2 separate regions of the Anas platyrhynchos genome follow, and region 2 is linked to region 1. A link is a contact called in public Hi-C data. All regions are on one chromosome and are shown on one strand. Each heading gives the region's core, a stretch centred on a gene start, on an enhancer-like site or on the middle of the called end of the contact. The rest is flanking DNA. Distances are from core to core; before and after follow the strand shown.

Region 1 (7,843 bases), core at 3,948-6,447:
CTTGCACCTTAATAAAACTTTTTGTTGACTAATATTTCCATGCCTGTTGGAATCTGCTGAGCTGTGCTATTGTAAATGCTCTTGCTTTAATTGTGTTTGGATTAGAATAAACCAAATCCACCATATTGTTGTTACTTTGTGTTTTGTTTTACACATGCTGCACTTTGCTCTTCTTCTCTCCATTCGCTTTAAAATTTATAAACACAAATGTATTTTGCTTTACCTGTTTACACTGAAACCCAAGGCACTTACCTTGAACTAACGGATTCATTGCAGCTAATTGTTGGGAGTAGTGAAGGATTTTCGCAAGTGATCCCCGCATTTGTATTGGTAGCAAAAGCAGAGGATTGAAGACCTGTCTTATCTTTTTTTCCTGCAATAGTAGTAAGAGGTTAGAATATTTGCAAGGTTCTGCAGTCTTCAGCAGTGCTTACATCCTGATTCATGCTTAGTGACTTCTGAACACAGCACAAAACATGGCTTTGCATCAGATTCTGTGCAATTCAGCAAATAAAATGATGAACAGAGTATTTAGCATTCACTGGTACACGCGCACACACACATCTATATGCACTCGTACCCTCTTCAAAGAACTGAAAGGGGTGGGAGTTTCAGGGTGGATGGTCTTTTCGCAGCTGCGTGTTCTTGAGAGGTAATATTCCAGCAGAATTTAGACAGAAACCAGCTCGTGAATTTGGGCACGATTGCTTCTAGAGGGTGAAAGTCTACAAGCAATCATCCTGCTCTGCTGCTACAACCTACTAGGGGGGTTTTGCGAGCATGTTTCCAGAGAAAGCAGCCAAGGTAATATTTCACATCGTCGCGGTGCCGCAGCTTTCCCAGCGTAGCACAGTTTTTTCTTCAGGGCCAGTGTTGGCAAGGAAGCAATTATACGAAGATCTCAGCTTCTACGTTGAAAATCTCAACCTGACTGTTACAGAGAAAAGTTTGAGAACGCGGCCTGCTGCCGAAGGTGGTTTCTGTCTGAGGCAGTTTAGTTTGATTTTGTTAGTTCGGTGTGTAGGTTCAGAGCAGGCTTGCATCAGCTGGGTCAAGCTACTCCTGAGTTGAACCAAGTTAGCTGTTCAAATTACACCATTTCCATCAAGCTGCTTCAAACCCACTTGCGATTAGACTAGTGCAGGGCAGCTTAGGCGAGGATCAGCTCAGCAGGGGCGATTCTTGTGCCTGGCCTGGAAATTCAGTGGCTCACCCTCCGTAATTTGTACGTGGAGCAAAAGCGTGGAGGAAGGTAGCGTGTCTGAGTTTTGGCTCCAGCTCCCCTTAAGGTTTCCACAGCTGCTTCTACAGAAGTCATTAGAGTGAAAGAAACAACCCACAAACCCGAGAGGAGGAGTGGAAATGCTGCAGGGACTACTGCAGGTCTGCTCTGGGTGCATGAGTATGTCCCGCACGGCTCTGCCACCCTTGCAAACCAGGAGTAATCCCCCCTGCAGCCCTTGACGTTGAGGTTTCAAAGCCCAAACCAGGGGTGAAAGGGGTCAGATCCCTTCCCTGCTTGCATCCAGGCATATCTTGAGCGTGGTGCTGTGGCTCACTCAGACCCTTGCACTCCTTTCTGGTGGCCACCGTAGGCTCAAGAGCATTTGGTCAACAGTTTCACACAAAGACCTCAACGCCTGGCGCTTTTGCTGCACCGCAGCTGTTTACAAAATAAGTTTGTTTACTTACTCTTGACCTCAGGGAATACCTTCAAAAACCTGCAAATATTCCCTCATAAATGAATAAAAGCAGCGAATTTCCTTCAGCTGTGTTTGCTTTTTGAAAACATTCCAGTCTATTAGATTAGTGGCTAGAAATGTTTATGGAAAGAATTTTTCAGCCCGTTTTAGAGGGTATTCGTGGAAGGCAACATTTTATCTCGAAAACACAGTCATCTTACCGGGTGTTAATTTATGTTCATTGACTCAGGGGATGTCAAACAGCATTATATGACTTGATTTGTTCAGGTCATGTATCTCTCCTGTCTCTCCGGTCTCGTCTTTTTTTTTTTTTTTTTTTTTTTTTTTTTTTTCTGCCATGCTGTTTCCTATTCCTCTGCTATGCCAGGGATGGAAAATTTAACATTTTATTTGTTCACTTCACACCTTCTTCATTTCCCTCTGAACAGAGAGCTCCTTTCTTGAGCAGCAGTGAAAGTAAACCGCTATCACAAGGCAAACCTGGGGCCCTGGAATATAAAACCACTCCCTGCGATATTTAAATTCCTTTGAAAACCATCCTCTGCCATATGTCTATAAACACTGTCCAGCTGCAACAAGATTGCGGATTCTTGGCGACCATCTGAATTCAGCGAGGAAATAACAATACTGTGCACCGAGACAGTGGCAACTGCCGCCTTAAACATCTCGCTTTGCATTTCAAATACTCTTTTTTTTTCCCCTGTTTTCTCTGATGTAGGTGGCAGGTAGAGCTGGGAACAAAGGTATAGCAGTGGAAAGTACTTGCTTTTCTTGAGAGAGGTGTCTGTTTCTGAACAGCTGGACGAAAATCATCAGTTTTGTTGCAGGACGTGCAGTGTAATCGTGCGTTTTGAGAGGCTGAGGTTTGAGCTCAACGTCATTACCGCTGGCACATGAACAAGCTGATACTCACACTCAGCATCACGTTCCTGAGCAATTCGTTTAGGAAATGACCAAGGGAGGAGTGCCAGAGCTCTCCTTGCAAGAAGCAGACTGTCCTTTACCCAGAGGAAAAGAACCTGGAAGTTTTTATCCCTAAACCACGCCATATACACGTGTGTTTGGAAGCTGCACCTACGCCTGACGCCCTGCCCAGCACTGCCAAACGCCAGCATCTCGAGTGATCTGAAAATTCAGCTGTCTTCGTGAGTTAAAGCACTTCTCCAACAGCGTCATTGCCTGGTTTGCAAATGTTTCTGATCTAATGCTTTAGCTGTCATCCAACTGCAGCACGTCTGGGGCAGAGGCCACATGCTGGTGTTTGTTTATTTGTTTTTTCCTTGCTTAGGAGTGGAGCAGCAAAGCTGGGACAGTGGCATAAATGCAATAAAAACCAAGGATCTCAGCACACCTCCTCCATCGGATGCCAAACGTTAGATACTTACAGCAGAGGTGCTTTTGTGTGATCCGTGAGGACAAGCTGGAGTTTCGGGAAATACCCGGTGAGAAAATTTCGTGCACAGAAATTCAGGGAGAGTGTAAGCTGCATGTGGACAAGCACGCTAAATTCGAGAGCAAATCGTATCCTATGTGATGTTGGTTCGGCTCGAGCTGCAGGTCCCTCCAAAGCAGGATTTTAATGCATGAAAACGAGCAGGCATTTATTGTGAGCTGCGACCATCAATTCCTTACGCGCTGGAGTTGGCAGAAAGCAGGGTAGAAATGAAAGGAACAATTTTAGACATATGGCAATCTGGCAAAGCGCTCCAAAATTTTAATTACGCTAAGGAAAGGTCAAGGCTGGATCTGTGCTGGTGGAGGGATAATTTGCTTTTAGAGTTTGTGAAAGTGCCTCCAAAACTAAGGAACCGAAAACTGAGGAATAAAACTAACTTCTCCCGTGCAGGTGGTTGGTTCTGATCTGCTTTGAAAACAGCCTTCCGGAAGCATCCCAGAATTTTACCAGTTTATCCCAAATTTCAGGGGTGAACGCACAGTTCTTGGGGGCAGGGCTGGGACATCTCCAGGTCAAGACGAACCAATTTCTTTCCATAACCCAGTTTTCAGAGGAATGAGCTTGTCGAGGAAGTCGTATTCCCTCATTCGGAGGCCAGAAATTAAGCAACATCCCTAAATTCAGACACAGCTCTTGAAATAGCTGTTTCCTTTTTCAATATCTGCGTGTTCACCGACAGAGCTGGAAGCCCCGCAGCCCACAGGGAGCGTACGTACTCTGGCAGTGGGCGACAACCCCAGAGGCTACAGCCTGGATCAATAAGGCAGGCACAAAAACAGGGTGGTGAAATGATTTACTTAAAGATAAGACTTATCTCTCTGCACCCCAAAAAACGCTAGCCCCTCAATTGCCTGATGGAGCTGCAAGGAGTACGGCCTCACGGGCAGGGCAATGGTTAATTCGACACGAAAGCAGAAGAGAGCATCTCGCTACGGATTTAATTCACCCACTTGCCTTCCCTTACCTCCATTGTAAACCCGAGGGCCTGCATTCATACAGGAGTGCTCCTGCTAGAAATGACGCTGGCAATAAATATTGTGAAAATCGGCATTGTTTTGTTAAAAAAAAAAAAAAGAGAGAGAGAGAGAGAGAGTGGATGTGCACCTCCAGTGACCTCGATTTTTCACTTCGCTGGAGTGATTATAAATGGCTTTGCTTCTCCATCAGCTCTGTCACAGACAGGACTCCTTCTTTTTGCCTCGCTGCCCAGATACAGGTGTGCCGAATTTTTTATTCCTGCCTCCAAATGCTGCCTGCGTGCCAAGAGCGAGAGCGCAAGACATGGATGGAAGACAAATTGTCGGGGCTACCCATGCCGAAAGGGCGTGCAGGATGGGTGCAGGGGCAGTGCTGGACTCTTCCCATCCGTGGCTCAGCTCAGCCCTCGTGGATCTCACGGAGCTGGGGATGTGTGTGCAGAAAGAGAGATGGATCATGAGGAGCACAGCCCTGGAGGCTTCCCTTGCGGTTGTGAGGGTATCCAAAGGTGTAAAGGATGGCTAAAATGAGGGACGTAGCTTGGGCTGGGTATTGAAGGGGATGTGATGAGGAGGGCTTGGCAGGAATTAAGGAAAAATTGGCCCTGCCTGACAGCAAGGTCCCCTTCTCTGTGCTGCGTGGTGTTTATCCAGCCGTGCTGAGGAATAGGCACGCCCGTGCCAGGAGCTGGGAAGCGAAACTGCGCAAAGACGGGGGGGAAAAAAAAAAAAGAAGAAAAAAAAATAAAAAAGGAGAGAGAGAGAGAAAGAAATCCAAGCTCAAAGAAAAAAAAAAAAAAAAAAAAAAACTGGAGGAAAAAGCACCAGGCCAGAAAGCCAGTGTGCTGAAATTAATTAGTTTGGACTGGGTCTGCCGGGCGCTTGCAGTAGCGGAGGGGCCGCAATCCTCGCCGTGCTCGGGAATGTCACACTCGGGCACAGCGGCTGCTTTCCAGCCTTTCCTTCGCTCCCCCCGCACGCTGAGCTGAAGCCAAGGAGGGAGAGGGAGGGAGGGAGAGAGGGAGGAAAAAGCGAGGCCGAGAGCTTTCTGCGGTCGGCGGGGGCCTATAAATAGCCGCTGAAGTCTTCTAATGCCGATGGGGTGCGTCATGCCGGCCCTCCCCGCTCTCGCTCCGCTCGCCGGCCCCGAGCTCGGAGAAGGGGGGGTAAAAATCCCGAGGATGCTGCTGGCCTCGTGCAGGCGTTGCAAAGGGTCTTCCAGGTCCCGTCACCCTCGCAGGGGGCAAAAGGCAGAGGCGGAGAGGTGCCAGAGGGGATTTTGAGACGGTGTTTTCCGTCCTTGTCCCTGCCGCAAGCCACTGGGGATGGCCCCCTTGTTTCTTCTGTGAGCCCCCAGGTGCAGCCCCCAGGTGCAGCAAGCTGTGCTGGGGATCTTCTTGCAAAGAACCCATGTTCAAGGCAATATAATGCACAGGGAAGCCTTTTTTACTAAACCAAATGAGATCCCAGTCATTTTTCTTTTTTTCATTTGCAACACTGAGGTATTTTTGAGCATCTTGACGCTGCTTTATTTCTCTGTTTTTGCTCCAGTCCCTTATTCTTTTAGGATTTGCTTACATCAATCCATCAGGAAGAAGCGGAGGAACGTGCTGATGAGCATCTTGTCCGCATCAACTTGTCCGAAACTGGACCTGCTAAAGGCAAAGCTGCCAGGCTGACACATGGGATATGCTTCTTCTCAAGGAACACAGTGAGTTCTCCCAGATTTGGGGCTCTCCTTGGAGAGCACGTGGGGAGCAGCACGTGGTGGTCTCTGCCACATCAGGGCATTCTGAAGTGTCTGAAGCAGTGAAAAATTGCCAAAGAGAGGGTGCAGGATCATCTGCCCCTAGGAACAACCCCATCCCAAGCTGAGCTTCAAAGGTATCCAAGCATCACTGACGTCCTGGTGTCCAAAGCAAAGCTTAAGCTTCAAAACTTAGGGGTTTGTTGCTGTTTTGAAAGGATGGGTGCAGAAGGAACCCCAGCCTAAGGTCCAGTGAATGAAATTCCTGCCGTGAAACGTCCGGCCAGGCTCTCTGTTCAGAGATGGAGAATTTGCCCTGCTCCCGACGGGTCCTGTATCGAGGAGGAAATGCCAATGGATGTGTCAGAGGGGCTTTTTGGTTTGGTGCCGTCTCAAGCAGCACTGGATATAGGCACAATTGTAGAGACCTTCAACTCTTCATGTTTTTAGCACCCACGTTGTTAGTACGGGTACACACACCTTTCAAAGGCACAAATAAAACATGCAGCTCAAGCAAAATGTCTTTTTTTTTTTTTTTCCCCTGACAGTGATGTCTGTCCCGGCAGTAGGCTTGATATGCACTGGAGCCTACCTTTCCGAGCTGAAACCGTGAGGATTACTCACGTCTTTAAAAATAAGCCCACGTCGAAATTCCCTTGTTGGATTAAGACCTAAGCCCTGCAATTGTCACTTTTCCCGACGGAGGAAAGTACCAGTGGCTTAACTAAATATACCGTCCCCAGCGCCACGGGCAGCTTCTGGATTGTTTCTCTTTCCTCTTTTACTGGAACTCCTCAACGTTTCTGTAAGTTTATTTTACTATTTGGTTGGTTTGCTTTTTTTTTTTTTTTTTTTTTTTTTTTTTTTTTTTTTTCACCAGTCCATCTCCCCTTTTCCTGAGCGCTGTGTGATCTTTCGTCCCACCCTTGCCGTTTCTTCCCCGTCCTTCTCTGCCCATTTGCCACAAGCAGATGGCCACCCGTCGCTTCAGCTTTGGGGAGAAACTGCCAAACATGACAAAACAATATGTGTTTCTGTTAGCAGTGGCAAAAATCAAGCCAGGTTTAGCCTGGATTTGTGTCTCTTCTGTGTCTGATGATGTGCAAGAGCTGCTCAAAGTTTTTTCCATCACAATTAGTAGGGATTCTCCAGCAGGAGCTGTGCTGACATGGAGCTGTGTCCAGGTGGTGCTCCCACTCTTTGGGATGGGTCTGATCTTAAAAGAGCATTCGTGGCTTTGTCACGCGTGAAGAAAACTGACACTGAGGAAAAAGCAAGGACTTGATGTGTTTAACCATACGCAAGGAGGATGCTGAGTGCTCTGAGGTTGGGATTGTCTCTATACAGACAATGCACGGACCAGATTTAGGCAGGAAAATTGCTCTTCAACCCTGCTCTTGTCCTTGTTGGGTCTATCCTGGCTAAAATTGGAACTCCTCTGTGCTTCCAAAAAATTAGCCACAAATTGGATGGCCCCTTATAGTGTTCAAGAAGCCATGCACAAACTCTTCACTTGGATACCTCCCAAGAGAGCAGGTGTTGGGGCTTGGGCCCCAGCCCAGGGAAGAGCACACAGCCTCCTCTTCCCTCCGACCCAACGGTGCTTCGACAGCCTCGAGGGGTGGCAAATTAACCAGCTCTGTGCTCAGACACTACAAATCAAGACAGGAGCACTGCTGCTCATAGCACAGTGTAAGACACCACCGCCCGTGTTTACAATAAATACTCCTCTCTCACTGGGAGAAAATCATTTTCATTCTCAGAGCTGCTTTTTTTTTTTCTTCTGGCCTTCCCAGCCGCTGCAGTGATCAGCTCCTCAAAGAGGTCTTAATTTGAGGAGTTTCTTAATGCATACCTTAGCACAAAGCGTGAAAGATTAAGCTTTTCAGGAGTCTCCGGGTACAAAAGAACTGTATTTCACAATGAGGAGGAGAAGTGCCATTAAAAATATCAAAGCTGT
Region 2 (7,843 bases), core at 2,342-4,841, 100 kb before region 1:
AAACATCAGATTCATTTTGCTATTGCAAGTTCCTTTTTAAGGAGGTAAAATGTAGCTTGTTTAGGATGTCCTTTCTGCCTCATGGATCTCATGCAAGGTTCTTCTGCGTTTTGTTCTATAGGGACTCTATATACAGGCTTTAGTTGTCAAATGTCTTCCTTGAAATCAGACCTGTTGAATTGGGTACAGAATATTCTTTCCCTGTTTACACTTTTATTCTTTGTGCTTATTTTCTGAACGTTCATCTTAACAGTAGGATTCTGGACTGTCTTAACATGGAATTAGTGGCTGTGCCCATTAAAGAATTGCTGAGTGATTCTCCCAGGGTGAAATGCTCCTATCGTTGAGGAAGTACGTGCTTACTTCGTAGATATTTATAAATGTAGTTACTTCACAGCTAATAAACAGTAAGATGTCCTCACTCTGAGTGAGCTTCAGGGTTCATTCATAATTCTATAGCTAAATAAATGGATTTCCATGCATCATAGCACTTAAAACACGCACACACACAAAAATTGCATCATATGTAGGGATTTTTAATGTTTGAAGATAACAGGCTTTCTTAAAATAAGTAAAAATAGCTCTTTTAGACCATGTTCTTTCATTATGATTGTGTTAGTTTTCTTGCAGTGAAAATGTTAAAAGTGAACACAGCTTTTAAAAAAAGCTCAACACTCCGTGAAATTTCAAGAGAGAACCAGTAGAGGGAACTCCACTCCTCAGTGCTGATTTTTTCTCTCTGCTTTTGGATTGCCTGTTTTTCTGTCCATGGAGGATGTATACTTCTGAAGATAAGCAACTGAGAAGGGAAAAAAAAAGTTAGTTTTACTAGCTAAATAGAAAACTTAGCAGCAGTTGAAATAACTTTGTCATATATTCCAAGTCTAGTTTAAAAGTAACCGCAAATTTGCAGCAGGGCATCCAAACTCCAAATGTATATTTATTATTTTCTTTATCTCGCTTTTAGATTTCTGCCTCCTTGCTTGCCAGACCTTTAAGATGTCTTAGCTTGCTTTTTCCTTACAAATGAGCAGGGTAGTCTGCTTTGCTTAAATGAATGTTGACCTTCATTTTCTGTATTGTTTTCTTGATGTGTGGGTGGGGATTTTTTTATTTTTTTATTTTTTTTTAATGCTTCCACAGCGCACTTGAAACTTTTATTTGCTATGTTGGAGCTGTTTAGATGTCAAAGTTCTTCGCCAGTTCTGGACAGTATTTCTTAGTGATATGAGGAGATTCTGGATCTGTGCTGTAGGAATATAGCTGCCTATAGGGAAAGGCTGGAGACCTCAGGCGTACCAGTTAAGTTCAGACGTGCATACAGATCAGCTTTTTTCAGTATTAAACACATTTTGTAGGCTCTTCGTCAACTCTGATTTTTTTATATTAAGTTTTTCATCTATTCTGATTTTGTGCTCTGTGAAATAAAAGCAGTCTGCTTTTCAGTTTTTCAAGGCAGAACCCTTCAAAGAGATAAGGTCTTGTCTCAACAGTATACTAAGTATGTTCCATTGTCTTAGCTTTTTCCTAATAAAGTTGTTTTTCTTTTGAAATTTTTATTTGTCATGAACTGAAATCTTTAAAATAGGAGTGGCTGGGTACAGACAGCTCAGCAAAGACAATCTGCATGCTGTAGCTTGGAAACAGACTTAACCGTTCCTGACAAATGGGCAGGAGAAGATGTGGCCAGTGGCTTAACACCACTTTGATGGCTACTTCAGTTGTGCTAAAACTACCCCATGTCTGTCTGTAACTTGTCTGAACTCAAAAGCTTTGAGGTTAGGGTTTAGAGGGAAAGTACCATTATTCAACTGTAGGACAGCCATGTGAGCAGTCATCTCGGTTTGAAATACCTCCATCTTTTGCTTGCAGAGGAGAGGAAACTTCCCAGCTTGAATCTGAGACCTTGAAGGTAGCAGTATGGAAAGCCAGTTCTCCAGTGCAGCATTCCACTGACACTCTGCAGCCTTGCCCAATTCTGTAGAATTGGCAGAGATAAAAAGTTTATCTGCTGTCTTTCTGAAGAAAAGCAGAGCACTGATACTGTTCCAAGAACTGGCTGAAACCCTCATTTAAACTGGAAATGCTCCTTGTGGGCAGCATTGGATGGAGCAGGCTAACTCTTAATTACAGAGTAATTTTTAAAGCCCGTTTCTCTCATCACTGTTTCTATTAGAGCCTGGCCTTTTTGGAGTTATCCTCAAAAACTGTTGCAAACATGAGAGGTCACTGAAGTCTTGAAAGGCTGAATGCTTCAGGAAGGGATTGAAATGTAAACCAGACCCCTAAGGTGTGAGCGACACATCTACAAAGCATTCCCTATTTCTTGCTAAATCTTCTTCCAGCGTCTTTCCTGCTTGTCAGTTTGGCTAAGTTCTTGCAGCTTGGTGTTAATGTGCCTTTAAAATGAAACATCATGCCAACAGGTAGAAGGACTGGCGTAATTGCTTGGGGAAAGGTATTCCCTCTGTTCTCTGTCTTGGGAGGAAATGTAACCTAGTGTAAGAGAAGAGGTGGATGGGGGTAAAGTGTTTTGTAGAAGGTTGTTTTAAAACCTGAATGAACTTGATGCAAAACCAGTCTGCAGTGATGATGATACTTTGTCTTTTAAGTTTATAGAGAGCTAATGAGTAGTTGGTCAGGGTTGATATTTGCTACTGAAGGTGTTGACTGCTCTGGTATCCAGAAGGGGTATTCAAAATGTCTGGTTTTATTATTTTTTGGATAAGCCTACCCCTTTCTGTTGAGGAGTGGAGATGTAGCCAATCTCCTCCCCTCTCTGCACTGAGATGATTTAAAGAAAAAAAAAAGTTTTGAGCTTTGGCAAGGTGGTTGGATCCATAGCTGTGACTTGGTCATAGTTAAGTAACGTTTGGTATGTAAGTGTGTTGGCCCGTCCTTCATTGGTACTTTTTGCAGAGCACATCAAGCAGGTAAATTACTGCAAAGGGTCTCCAACCAGGAGGGGAGCATTCAGTAATCGAGCAAGATTCACATCTGACTGCGCTCGCTGGCATGCATATTCTGCAGCGATGTTGCAGACACTGGTTAGGATAGCAAGAGCATCGCCCTGTGATAAAGGTCCTCCATATCAACACCAAATAAAGTGCAGCGCTGCCTCTGGGACCCAGCAGTGCCGTTTCTCCGCGTGACACAGTTGAGCAGAGGAGGAAGAGGCATATAAATAGCAAGGAGTGTGTGAGCTCCATCTTGGTGCCTGATTACAATTGCAGGAACTCCTTTTAATGCAGATCTCTGAGTCAGCCCTCTTCCTTTGGCTTCCTCTGTCAAATACTCCTTTGTTAGCTATAAGTCCTTGATCACCAGGAGTTTGTACCGTAAGAGGCTTGTGGTAAGTGATTACTAATAGTGCACCAGATACTGATAACACAGTGGTGGGTGACAACCACATTTCAACAGCTCAGAGATAGTCCTTCAAGTGCACACAGTGGCGACTGTGAAGCTGTTAGAGAAGGAGGCACATATTGGCTCTCTGCTTCTTCCTTCAGCAAATCCAGCACACAGCTTTGTTTATCCTCCAGAATTTGGTAATCTGCCTAGTCAGTGGCTCATGAAATTCCACTGCAGCAGAGAAAAGAAAATATTGCTATTCTAGCAAGGGAAAGTCAGATTTAGTATCTATACTGCCTCATCTAGAGATCTTTCATCAAGTGGAGATTTCAAGTAGCAAACAAAACTGATAGCTCAGTGTCAACACAATGATCACTGATGGCAAGGATGAGTTTAACTCGAGCGTTTTTTTTGTCCCCCGTAGCCAAGAAATTCTGAGACTGCTGCTGAAGAAACCATGTGGCTCCTTGCTTTCTCCTGGTCTCTCATTAGCTCAGGGAACAATCCTGATGTGTGCTGACAAAAAAGACATATACTTATATGCTGCTTCGTGACTGAAGTGGTGATTGCCCTCTCATGGGTACGGTTTAAAGTTTTATAGCTAAGATAAGGTGTAGAAAGAAAATTTCTGAAATAGTGTATGGAAGAGCCATTTGTTCCTAGCCTTTTGTCTCAGCTTTTTGCCCCATAATGGGAGAGCTTATTTAGCTAGGATTTCTGCTGTTATTGCAGGGAGTAGCAGGTGCCTTTTTGGACCTGGAATAACATTTGATGGAGTATTTGTTTCTCTAGTAATAGCCAGGATTCTTCAAGATAAAGCACCGAGGAGGCAGGAGAGGGGCACTTCTGTAGCAGGCTGAGCCAGCCTTCATTTTGCTTAGGAAATGTGAGTTTCTTGCATAACAGTGAGAACCAAGCAACGTGGGATTCAGACCTCTGTATTCATTTGTGCCCAGTAATTCTTGTGAATAATGCAAAAGGCGAAGTAAATACCCGTGGTTCCCAAACTGCTGTGTGCATCATTATGGCTACACAACCTCGTTCACTTCAAAGCGAGTTAGCTGCCAGCAGTGAACTACCTTCTGATGATGATGAGACCTTGGAGGGGAGAAAGGGGCTTGTGGATCATGATGTAGAGCAGTATGGTATATAATCCGAGCGCAGTTGTGTCGGAAATGCAGCATAAGTACCTGTATTTATTTATTAAAGGAGTAAGTTAGGAACTTCTTCACGTCCTTTCAAAATATTTCCATTTTAGATCAAAAGATTATACTGAACTTAGGTAGCTTAAAAGAAATGTTCCTATTGTCTTAACCCTAAAATATGAGTCTGGTTGTTTCTTCAAGTGAATAGTCCCAGAATGGCACACTGGAACTTGCTCCCCCCCATGGTAAATTAGCATCTGAATAGATATTTTTTTTTCCTTATTGCAACAATATTCAGGAACGTTTTGCTGACTTCCCGTGTTAACATTTTGTTGTTAGGCAGGTAGGTATTATAACATTAGACTAGCTTCAAATAGCTTACAGAAGTGCTTGTCAGTGGGAGACGAAGTGACAGAACACTGCTTCAATCAGTGATTCTTTCAGTGATCCAAGGGATATCAGGTACTGGATTAATGCACTTTTTTCTTTTCTTCTCAACAGGAAGCCTAAAAAGGAAGAACATCTTAGTGAAGAGGCTGCCAAGGTGATTTCTAGCCTTCCTGACTTAACTTTCATGCATGCCAAGGTGTTGATGTTCCCAGCCACATTAACACCTTCGACAAGCTGCCAAGAAAAGGTAGACTAAAGTGATGTGAATTGGACGTTTTCTATTGATTTTTTTTTTTCCTTCCCTCTGGGGGTCATAAAAAGCAATCTTGCTTTAATTAAAAAAAAAAAAAATCAAGTTCAGATGATTTGTTGGTAAGCAGCACTAGAAAGGTATACATAGTTATGTATATTTATTTACATACTGGAGTCCTAAATTTATATTAGAGAAAAATGTAAATAATTGGGGGTAAATCTTTTTGAAGATCTATTCTTTTTGTTGTGCTGGGGTGTATACATTTATGTCTTTGTGAAATACACTGGTGGTGTCCTTCTTACAAAACTTTAAAAAGTTTAAAAAAAAAAAAAAAAAGAATCCTAGAAACACATAATGAAGACGTCAATTTTCACAATATGTGAAGTCCCCTTCAAAGGTTTTCAGATTGCATTGAACGTCTTTTTCTTTCCTGCATATATTAAAATACTTTTTGCTGGAAAAAAAAAAAAAGTTACATTGTGGGTTTTCAGTTATTGTTTTTTAAAACCCAATAATTTCTTTTCTGTTTTAACAAGCTTAAGATGTGTTTTTTCTTTCCTTCTCCCTTTCTCCCCTCCCCCTGGTTGATTGGTTGACTGATCAATTTTTATGTTCTTAAACTTAAATAGTATGGCTCTGTCACTATATAGCCTTTTGAAAGGTATCCTGTCAGTAACTTCTTGTTCCAGTTATGGATCACTGTCTAAACACTTGATTTTTGGGTCATTAGAAGGTCATCTGCTTTTAATCGGTTTGATTTGGAAAAGAAGGACCAAAACTATATGAATGTCTTTACAATGAAATTTATCTGTTTAAAAATTTTTGTTTTGTTGTACCACTATTCTTATGTTTGATTTTGCACAGTGTAAAATGACATAATCATAGATTGCTATGGTTTTAGGCTGTATATACAGTAAAAACTATGGGTTGTAAATGTTTGGGGAAATTCCTATGGAAAAAAGAGAGCTATGTAGAAGAACCTCTAAAAAGGTCAATGTGCATGCCCAAGGTCTTTTGAGATTTAAGTGTGTAAATTTCCTTTTAGCTTACACAAAATAAAATAATTTAAAAGATATATATGTATATAGTCTGCCATCTTTTTATACGGGATGTATAAATTATTCATATTTCTGTTGACAGCAAAATTGATGCACTGCATTAACAGTAGACCCTCCTAATCTGTGCTGCGTATTCTCACAAGACGCACCTGTCAGGGTCCTGCAGAAGGAGAAGCAGACTCCTCTTTATTGTTCCATCTCCCTGAATCTGTTACAGTGCAGTCTTCTGGTTTGGCCTCCCATTTACAGGGCGCTGTGGCTCAAGACACGTTGATGTTTTGGTTTAGAGACTTCTTCGAAGTAACAGGCAATACTGAAGCGTAAGAAACACCAAGTCAGGTGAGGTGCAAAGGGCCAGCTGGTTTTACGTATTTCTTAGCTAGAATTAAAAAATGTAAACATAGCAAGTTTCCTAACGTGTTAGCTTGCCCTGTAGTTCTTTCAGCAACTTCTCATCAGAGGATATCCTGGACTATTCAGAGTAGAAAGTCTGCAGGTAAGGTATGCTCTGGGTGCTGATGCTCCTTAAGGGCAGTTTATGTGGGTATAGACTCTATCGATGTAGCTAACCCTCTGTACGTACTCAGCTCTTGAAGTGTTCCCTGGTCACCACCAGTTCCTCAGTTGACATCTAGTTCTGAGAAATCTCCACTGCATTTCTCACCTTTCCTTTGAATTCTTTATTGTCCAACAGCCCTCGGGGCAGAAAAGTTAATCTGAGTTTGATGATAGTGGCTGAAAAGCTGAAAACTTTGTAAGGAACAAAGTCCTTGCAAACTTTTTCTTCCTAGGGAGCCCTGTCCAAATGTCCTCGAGAGGTTAGTGCAGGATGGAGTGCCACCTGTGTGAAGGCTGGAGGAGTCTCAGTGAGTGGCGGCCACTCAGAGCTGAGAGAGCAGCTCCTCTGCTTGTGATAAAGTTAATTTGTAAAGGCTAAACCAGCTCCTTTGCCCTCCAATTAGCGATGCTGTGTACAATGCACTTGTATAAAATACACCCTTTTATAGTTGAAAAGATTTATGCAAAAGCCAGCTGCTTTACCTCATATCTCCCCCCCCCCCAAAAAAAAAAACCTCGCATTTGCTTCAGCAAATTTTTATTACAGCGCTGACTTCATGCTTGTTTCACCTCAAAATTTGCTTTGCTAATCTCCTGGGTTTTTAGCATCGTATTCTCTGGTGCATGCTTATTATATCGCTCAGTCCTGGTGCTCGTAGGTTAAAACCAGCCCTTTTGTTTGCGGAGCTGCCCCGCGTCCCTCGGAGCCGGAGCGGTGGTGTAGCTGCAGCACTCCGGAGCTAGAGCCATTGTTTCCAGGAGAATATGGTTAGGAGCTGACTCATGATCCCTGTCTGGCAGGGAGTGGACTGAAGTATTAAGGAGAGGTGGGGGTGGAAGTGCCAGCTGCAAGTTGATCTTTAGTCTCCTCACAATTGCCTCTAGAGGCAGCTGCCCATTTGTCTTCCCAGTCCCCGAGTGCCGTACTGGTGGCCTGCCGTAACTGGGGGAGGGGGGGAAGAGGCGATTTTGGGTGTGACTGATGGACCGATCTGACGCTGCGTGAAGCCTGGCGCTGCCTAGAGTGTGTTTATGGGGGGTTTTATGTTGTTTTCTGCCAAAAAAATGAAAAATAAAAAGCTCCGTCC

Evidence for each region. Hi-C and Micro-C count contacts between places; a contact is called where the count stands out from the background.
Region 2: a contact with region 1 is called in a Hi-C map of skeletal muscle, with 4 times the contacts expected there. The contact joins two enhancer-like sites.

What each region holds. Positions count from the first base shown.
Region 1 is chr3:13,096,860-13,104,702 of IASCAAS_PekinDuck_T2T, reverse strand. It overlaps SERTAD2 (SERTA domain containing 2), which reads right to left. Exons shown (of 5, transcript XR_011808000.1): 4 at 1-373. Among named protein-coding and RNA genes, the nearest start is that of SLC1A4, 37 kb to the right of the region's middle. Within about 2 kb of position 5,197, at least 5 of the 8 cell types and tissues checked have an H3K27ac peak or open chromatin away from gene starts, as enhancers often do.
Region 2 is chr3:13,198,854-13,206,696 of IASCAAS_PekinDuck_T2T, reverse strand. AFTPH (aftiphilin) reads left to right here. Exons shown (of 8, transcript XR_003496100.3): 8 at 4,998-6,214. Among named protein-coding and RNA genes, the nearest start is that of AFTPH, 45 kb to the left of the region's middle. Within about 2 kb of position 3,591, at least 2 of the 8 cell types and tissues checked have an H3K27ac peak or open chromatin away from gene starts, as enhancers often do.